Regions from separate parts of the Sus scrofa genome. Here region 2 is linked to region 1. A link is a contact called in public HiChIP or PLAC-seq data. All regions are on one chromosome and are shown on one strand. The core of a region is the stretch at or near the end of the contact, and the rest is flanking DNA. Distances in the headings are between cores, read along the strand shown.

Region 1 (3,711 bases), core at 459-2,958:
AAAGCTTTAAGGAATTGCTCAGTTTTGTTTGTTTGTTTGTTTATTTGTTTGTTTTTCTATTTGGCTGAATCCATGGCATGTGGAAGTTCCTGGGCCAGGGATCAAACCCATCCCACAGCAGTGACCCAAGCCACTGCCATGACAATACTGGATTCTTAACCCACTGCACCACAAGAATATTCCAAGGAAGTCTTCAGAGATTTTCATGACCATGTTTTATGGGGACCTATCAGAGAATTTTTAAAAGCTTGAAAAGTTAAAGGACAATAAAGTTAAATTGTCCTCATGGGGTCGATAACCTTCAGGAGTATTTGTGGTAGTTGGAAAGAAAGAGGACGTGTACATAGAAGTCAGCCAGAGATCTGACACACTGGCAGAGACGGCAATCAGAAAAATATTCTGCTAGAAAAGAGGTTATTTGAGAGGTAAGGGCTGATTGTTGTGTATTTTCCTGTATATCCATCTGAAAGGACATTTTTAACTTTTTGTGAAGCTGCTTTTTTAAGTTGAATATCTTGTGTGTTCTCAAAGTCGGCAGTATAACCAGAACTGCTCACTTTTTGTGTCATTCTCTTTATGTTTCTTAGCACAACCAGTATAAAATCCCTTTATAAGATTTTATGAGATTATTTCATTGCTTTTATCCTTTTCTATTAATGTTCTCAAAGTACGGTCCTCTCAACAGCAGCGTCGGCAACACGTAGGAACTTGTTAGAAATGCTCAATCTTGGGTCCTACCTGAGCCCTGCCGAATGGGACTTTCTGGCAGTGGGGCCTAGCCATCTATGGTTCGACACACCTTCCATGTGATTCTCATGAATGCTTTAGAATTTTAAGTTTGAGAACCATTGATATAAATAGCATTCCTTATATGCCCTAAATTACTCTTCCATTTTTGCCATGTCTGGTTCCAACCCAGGTTGAGACTAAGTGTCCCTATTTTGAGGGATTCACTTGAGCTGATGCAGGTTTGGAATCAGTAGCTCCCTATCACAGGCACTCATGGCAAGGTGTCATCAGGGTGGATAAAAGGGCCACAACACTGAAAGATCTACAATAGTTTCATTCATACCATCTCTTAGAAGACCCTGGAGGAGTAGAATGGAGCGTGACTTAAAAGGTGGCTCCAACTGAGTGTCACCTAACTTAAATGACAGTCCCTTAGGGACTGCACCCTGTGGAGTTGGGGCCATTCAAGTTTTTCTTTCCTCATTTCTTTCTTTCCTGGCTCTAGCTGCATCCTACACAGATAGCTCTGATGATGAGGTTTCCCCCCGAGAAAAGCAGCAAACCAACTCCAAGGGCAGCAGCAATTTCTGTGTGAAGAACATCAAGCAGGCAGAATTTGGACGCCGGGAGATTGAGATTGCAGAACAAGGTAAAGAAAGGGACTGGGTAGGGACCAGAAGCAACCCACTTGCTGGTCATCAGGATCCATGAAAACTTAAGGCTTGAAAGTCTCCTGGGGAACTTTTGAGTTTGAAAGTATCCTGGGCTTTTATATAAACAGCTCTCCCTGTATGGAGCTTGAGCCTCAGGATTCTTGTTCCTGTTCTTATTCTTGTTCTCCCTGCTTCCCGTTCTCGGCGTGTAATAATTACAGAGTAGTTTCTCTTTTCCTTTCCCCCGACTCCATATTCACAGATCTACGTGCGGAGTCAGCAAGTCCTAGATGCCACATGGTGGTTAGTTCTGCAGGATCTTGCCATAGCTGCCAATGGTAGAGACCCAGATTTCCCAGAAGCAGCAAACTGGGGAGGGTTTTCAGCTAAGGAAGTGGTGACCTAGGGTCTTATTTGGTCTTTGATCCTGAGCACCCTCTGCTGGAGCAAGAGTGAAAATGACTGACAGTTAAATCTTGATTTCTTTACCCAGCCCCCGTCCCAATAAGGTCTCTTTACTCTTTTGTCGCTTTCACACTGAAGGCACCTTCTCTACTGGCAGGATGTGTAGAAATCAGACAGACTGACAGAATAGGATTAGAGAGCATGGAAAAACAGAAGCAAGTGGTTTCTGCTGAAGTAAAGTCTCTGCTCCTGCTCTGAAGATTGTAATACGTGGGAGTCCATTAGCCAATAACTACTTCCCTCTTCTCCCAAATGAAGAGTAACTCTCACCCTCCATTGTGATCACCTGAGAATTTGACTCCATATAAGCCCTCTACATATAAGGCTAGAATAGTGAGGATGAGAGAAATTTCAAGTGCTTAGATGACAACTCCCCACTGTTCGGCAGTTGAAGCTACCAGGCATCAAATAAATATGCTTAGAGTTTTTCCTCCGTATCTCAACAGATCCAGACCAGCCCTAGATGTTGCTGGGGCAGGAATTAATGATATTGCTAGTGCAGACCTAGCTCAAATCCTCTGTTCTTTCACAGACATGTCTGCTCTGATTTCACTCAGGAAACGTGCTCAGGGGGAGAAGCCCTTGGCTGGTGCTAAAATAGTGGGCTGTACACACATCACAGCCCAGACAGCGGTGAGTTTTTTGGGAGAAAAGTGATGGACTTCTGATTGGCAAGGAAGAGGGACCTTTTCTTTTTTCTTTTTTCTTTCTTCTAACTTGTTTTTGCTTCCCTATTTACCTAACCTCCAAATGCTAACTACTAGAGAGAACCTCTCAATTACACAGTACTGAGGTTTCCTACTTTGTTTGTATAGGTGTAACCTTTTAACAAACCTTAGGGAGATTTGCAAAAATATGATTGTTATAAAAATGTTATTAAGACTTTGGGGGTCACATCTTTTGGGTAAAGTTAGATTCCACTGTGCTAACTAGTGGGTTATACCCTTTTGTAACTTCCAGTGTAGCAACTTGTGTTGCTGCCGAGTTGCTGGGTATTAGTCTCTCAATTACGACTCTTCTCTGGCCCTTCTCTTTCTCACCCTGTCCTCCTATACCACTACATAGGTGTTGATTGAGACACTCTGTGCCCTGGGGGCTCAGTGCCGCTGGTCTGCTTGCAACATCTACTCCACTCAGAATGAAGTGGCTGCAGCACTGGCTGAGGCTGGTAAGTTCAGTTTATTTCACCAATTTTGCCTCAGAATTATTATCTAAACATAATTTTTACATATCAAGATTATCTTCACAGTGTCATATATGTCTAGGGGCTATAAAATGTGGAGGATAATAAAAATGTCAGCAGGAAGGAAATGGATAATAAAGGTCTATATCCATAGTGAAAGATTATATAGTCATTTAAAATGATCTTTGAAAAGAATCTGATACATAGGAAAATGCCCAATTCTAATGTTAAATGAATGAGAAAGAACTTTAAGCTGAGTGAGTTATGTAAGTGTGCGCTCAGTTGGTGTCTTTTCACAAAAATCTCATCACTTTTGAGAGAACCCAAGAAGTATCTTCTGTTTCCTCATTCATTATAAAATTTGGTATTCAGTACTGCATTAAAAATATATGAACTACTTACGAGTTCAATTAAACATAAAACAGTTTTTATTATTCAAATGTTCAAAGGAAAATCACTAGGAAGGTTCTCCCCTTTTCCTATGATCCTCAGAAAGCAACTCTATAATACTTTTGTTTTTCTTATTTACTCTTTTCTGATGTTTATTGCAGAAAATGTAAGAGGATCCCCAAAAAACCCCATAATCCTGCTACACAGAGATAATATTTGACATATTTTTCCTTTCTTCTATTTACTTTTTACAGAGATGAAACAAATCTCAGTAATATATGTAGTTGTATA
Region 2 (3,711 bases), core at 505-3,004, 450 kb before region 1:
CAATGCCAGATTCTTAACCCACTGAGTGAGGCCAGGGTCCAGGAAAGGAGCCCTGAAGGAATACAGGCTTTAGAATTCAGAGACAGGAGGGAAGATACTGAGAAGGAGTAGGGTAGGAGTCAAACCAGTAGATGTGGGATCTAGGAGCTTGCCTCATGAAGAAAATATTTCAAGGTAAGTCATCAGCTTGGACAAATTCTGCTTGAGAGTTTGAGTAAGATGAGGACTGAGAATTGACCGTTGAATTTGTTAAGATGGAAGTTGTTGAGGACCTTGAGAAGTGGGTTCAGTAGAGTAGCAAGTGTAGAGTAGTGAGTGTGAACACTTGATTAGAGTGGGTTAAGAAGAGAATTGGGGGTACAGAATTGGAGAACAAGTGTGTAGATAGCTCAGGGGGGTTTGCTATGAAGAGGAGAGAGGAAATGGAGTGGTATCCAGAGGAAGATTTGTGGAGTCAAGGAAAGGTTAGAAGTGGGGCGTGTGTGTGGATTTTCAGGTGGAAGATAGTAGTATGTATACTCATGAGAGTGACCCAGTGGGAAGAGAAAAACTTGATGATATTTGAGTGACATGGGATAATTGCAGCAGCTGAGACCTTGAGTAGATAAAATGAGGTGCATAACTGCGCAGTTGGAGGGGTTAGTCTGAGACTTTGGCAGAGATAGTTTATCCGTTGTTGGAGGTAGAGGAGATTAATGGAGGTGCTGATAGATGTGTGGGTTTGGTTATGGGAAAATGAGATAACTTTTTCAGAGTGCTTTTCTTTTTCTGGTAAGGGAGGTGGGATCATTAGCTGAGCGTCGGAAGTGGGAAGGGGAATGTAAAGTGCGAGAGGAGGTGATGTCACATAGGCACCTTGGTAGGTGGGAGAAGGCGTTGACTAGGGAAATGCAGGTGGAATGTCAAGGGGTTCAGAGGGCGCATCTGATGTTTGTGGTTATGAAGGTGATTCCAGCTGGCTGAGGAGGGACGTGTGGTCTTGAGGGGGGTATACAGTGGAAAAGTGGTAGGAGGGGCAAGACCTCTTTACTTCTGTTCAGAACTCTAGTGTCATGGCTGAGAGGATTAAGCTTTCCTCAGGTCCATGGATGTTGACAGAAGAATTAATAAAAGTGAATAAGCCAAAAAAATAATCATTTCATTTCTGCCTGTGTTCAGTATCTATATCATGCATGGTGGGACACTTTCGGTGAATTATATTTGGTTGCTGAGTTGTGTAAAGAAAGTAAAATCTCTAAGGAAGAAACTGTAGTTTTTCCTGATAGATAGAAAACCTCACTAAAGTTTTCTCTAGGACCTGTGATTTCCATTGATCTAGAATTATCACTCATGTTGATTTCATACTTTTGAGTTGGATTACAGAGGAGTTCAAAGTCTGGTTTTCTTTTCTTTCAGGTGCTGGAGAATCTGGTAAAAGCACCATCGTGAAACAGATGAAGTAAGTTGGAACATGGCCTTTTGTAAGACTGTATTTCCTCATAATGCATAAAAGTCCATAATATTTTTTCATTTTAGGTCCAGGGTAATGATTTGTGGTTTTCTTCTTTTTAAAGAATCATTCATGAGGATGGCTATTCAGAGGAAGAATGTAAACAATATAAAGTGGTTGTCTACAGCAATACTATACAGTCCATCATTGCAATCATTAGAGCCATGGGACGGCTAAAGATCGACTTTGGGGAAGCTGCCAGAGCAGTAAGTGTTTCTCATTTCCTCTTTACTTACTCTTTTTCAGTAGATGCAGTTAAGCAAAATTTGCTTCATGCTTTAGGGAAATGAAGTTAAGCAACAAGGTAAGGTGCAGCAAAGTACTGCTTGCTCATTTGAGACGTGTTAGCAAATCTGCTTTAGGAAATATTAGATTACTACCACAAGATGAGTCTAGGAAATGGGATTCTGTGGACATACTGTAGGTTTTTGTGATAGCTGTTTGATTCACTTGCTTCTTTTATAGCACTGTTGACTTCTATAATAGTAAATGACAGTAAATTGAAATAATCTAAAAGAGGTTGACATGATATGTGGCTCTGCTTTCTGAGGTGCAGAGAGATTAAAGGCCAGTATCATTCTCCTAGGATAAACTTGGTAAGAACATAAACACTAAGTCTCGATTTTAGAGGCAATTTTCCAGTATTCAAGAATAGTATATCCCTGTACTACATTGAACTATAGACTATGGAATTAGATTATACCATGTCCTAGTATAATTCTTGCGCATGTCAGGTATCCAGAAGTTGTGTTGACGGATTATAATACTTGGTGGGCCCTGAAGGTCTAGTTAGTTAATTAGGATGTTTGATGCAGTGGGGAGAGGGCCAGAATGAAGGCAGGGGATCTTTTATGTCATCATAAGCTAAATTCCAAGAGAAGTCTGAGAATGTATAGAATGCTTTCCTAGAACTAAAGTAATCATCAGCTATGTTCAGTGTCATACTTAGGTGCTATGGGCAGTGAAAGGAAGTGACTTGGGAGACTCCCTGGAAAGGCAAAGCCTATGTGTCTGTGAAGTAGCTTAGGAACTCTGCTAAGCAACTCTCAACTTCTCAGATATTCAGTAAAGAAGTGAGGAAATTGTTGGAGGGAAGAAGAATAAAAGGAGGGTTATAATTGGATGGAATTAGACCAGGAAGCCTAGAGGTGCCGTAAGGAAGGGGAGCTAGAGTAAGGAATGTGAAATGTTGGAGCGAAGAGGAGCAAAACAAGAACAGAAGAGGGGTGTGTGAGACGTGACTTCTATGTTTTTATAAAAAGATTCCGTATCACAAAAATTAGAGACTTGATTTTTCTAAGCCTCTGAGCAGGGAATATGTGATGGCTAAGGCAAGAGGATAAACTGCCTTTTTTTTTCCTTTCTTTTTTTTAGGGCCGCACCCAAGGCATGTGGAAGTTCCCAGGCTAGGGGTCAAATCGGAGCTGCAGCTCCAGCCTATACCACAGCCACAGCAACGCAGGATCTGACCTGCATCTGCAACCTACACAACAGCTCATGGCAACATCACATCCTTAACCCACTGAGCGAGGCCAGGGATCAAACCTGCATCCTCATGGATTCTAGTTGGATTTGTTAACTGCTGAGCCATGAGGGAACTCCAGTCTTTATTTCTATCTTATTTCTTTCTATACCTTCTCTCCCTTCTCTCACCTGCTTCGCCCCCCCCCCCCCCCGCCCCTATCAGCTTGCTCTTGTGTTCTTTCTTTATTTTTTCATTTCTTTGTATCACTTATTTGCTCTATGCAATAACTGGTCAGTAATACTGTATTCTTTTTTTTTTTTTTTGTCTTTTTGCCTTTTCTAGGGCTGCTCCTGTGGCATATGGAGGTTCCCAGGCTAGGGGTCTAATCGGAGTTGTAGCCACCGGCCTACACCAGAGCCACAACAACATGGGATCTGAGCTGCATTTGCGACCTACTCCACAGCTCACGGCAACACCGGATCCTTAACTCACTGAGCAAGTCAGGGATCGAACCCGAACCTCATGGTTCCTAGTTGGGTTCGTTTCTGCTGTGCCACAATGGGAACTCCTCATTTGTTTCTTTATTTAAAATTGTTATCTCTGTAAAGAGAAGAGGGAATTTAGGTACACTTTCCTAGAGAGTGTTGGGTCTAAAGTATTACAAGAGAAGTTTCCTTGTGACACTGTGGGTTTAGGACCTGGCATTGTCATGGAAGCAGCTCAGGTCACTGCTGTGGCTCAGGTTCAAGCCGTGGTT

What was found. HiChIP or PLAC-seq counts read pairs in DNA pulled down with a chosen protein or histone mark.
Region 2: an H3K27ac HiChIP or PLAC-seq map of alveolar macrophages shows a contact between it and region 1. The contact joins two enhancer-like sites. A contact is called at or near these places in 2 of 2 datasets of contacts at active chromatin or transcription factors (alveolar macrophages and skeletal muscle).

What each region holds. Positions count from the first base shown.
Region 1 is chr4:110,102,243-110,105,953 of Sscrofa11.1, reverse strand. AHCYL1 (adenosylhomocysteinase like 1) reads left to right here. Exons shown (of 17, transcript NM_001201381.1): 3 at 1,235-1,378; 4 at 2,380-2,480; 5 at 2,913-3,015. Among named protein-coding and RNA genes, the nearest start is that of STRIP1, 23 kb to the right of the region's middle. Within about 2 kb of position 1,708, at least 22 of the 83 cell types and tissues checked have an H3K27ac peak or open chromatin away from gene starts, as enhancers often do. A contact at or near this core is called in alveolar macrophages, where this site is marked.
Region 2 is chr4:110,548,089-110,551,799 of Sscrofa11.1, reverse strand. It overlaps GNAI3 (G protein subunit alpha i3), which reads left to right. Exons shown (of 8, transcript NM_001123117.1): 2 at 1,396-1,438; 3 at 1,554-1,695. Among named protein-coding and RNA genes, the nearest start is that of GNAI3, 29 kb to the left of the region's middle. Within about 2 kb of position 1,754, at least 2 of the 83 cell types and tissues checked have an H3K27ac peak or open chromatin away from gene starts, as enhancers often do. A contact at or near this core is called in alveolar macrophages, where this site is marked.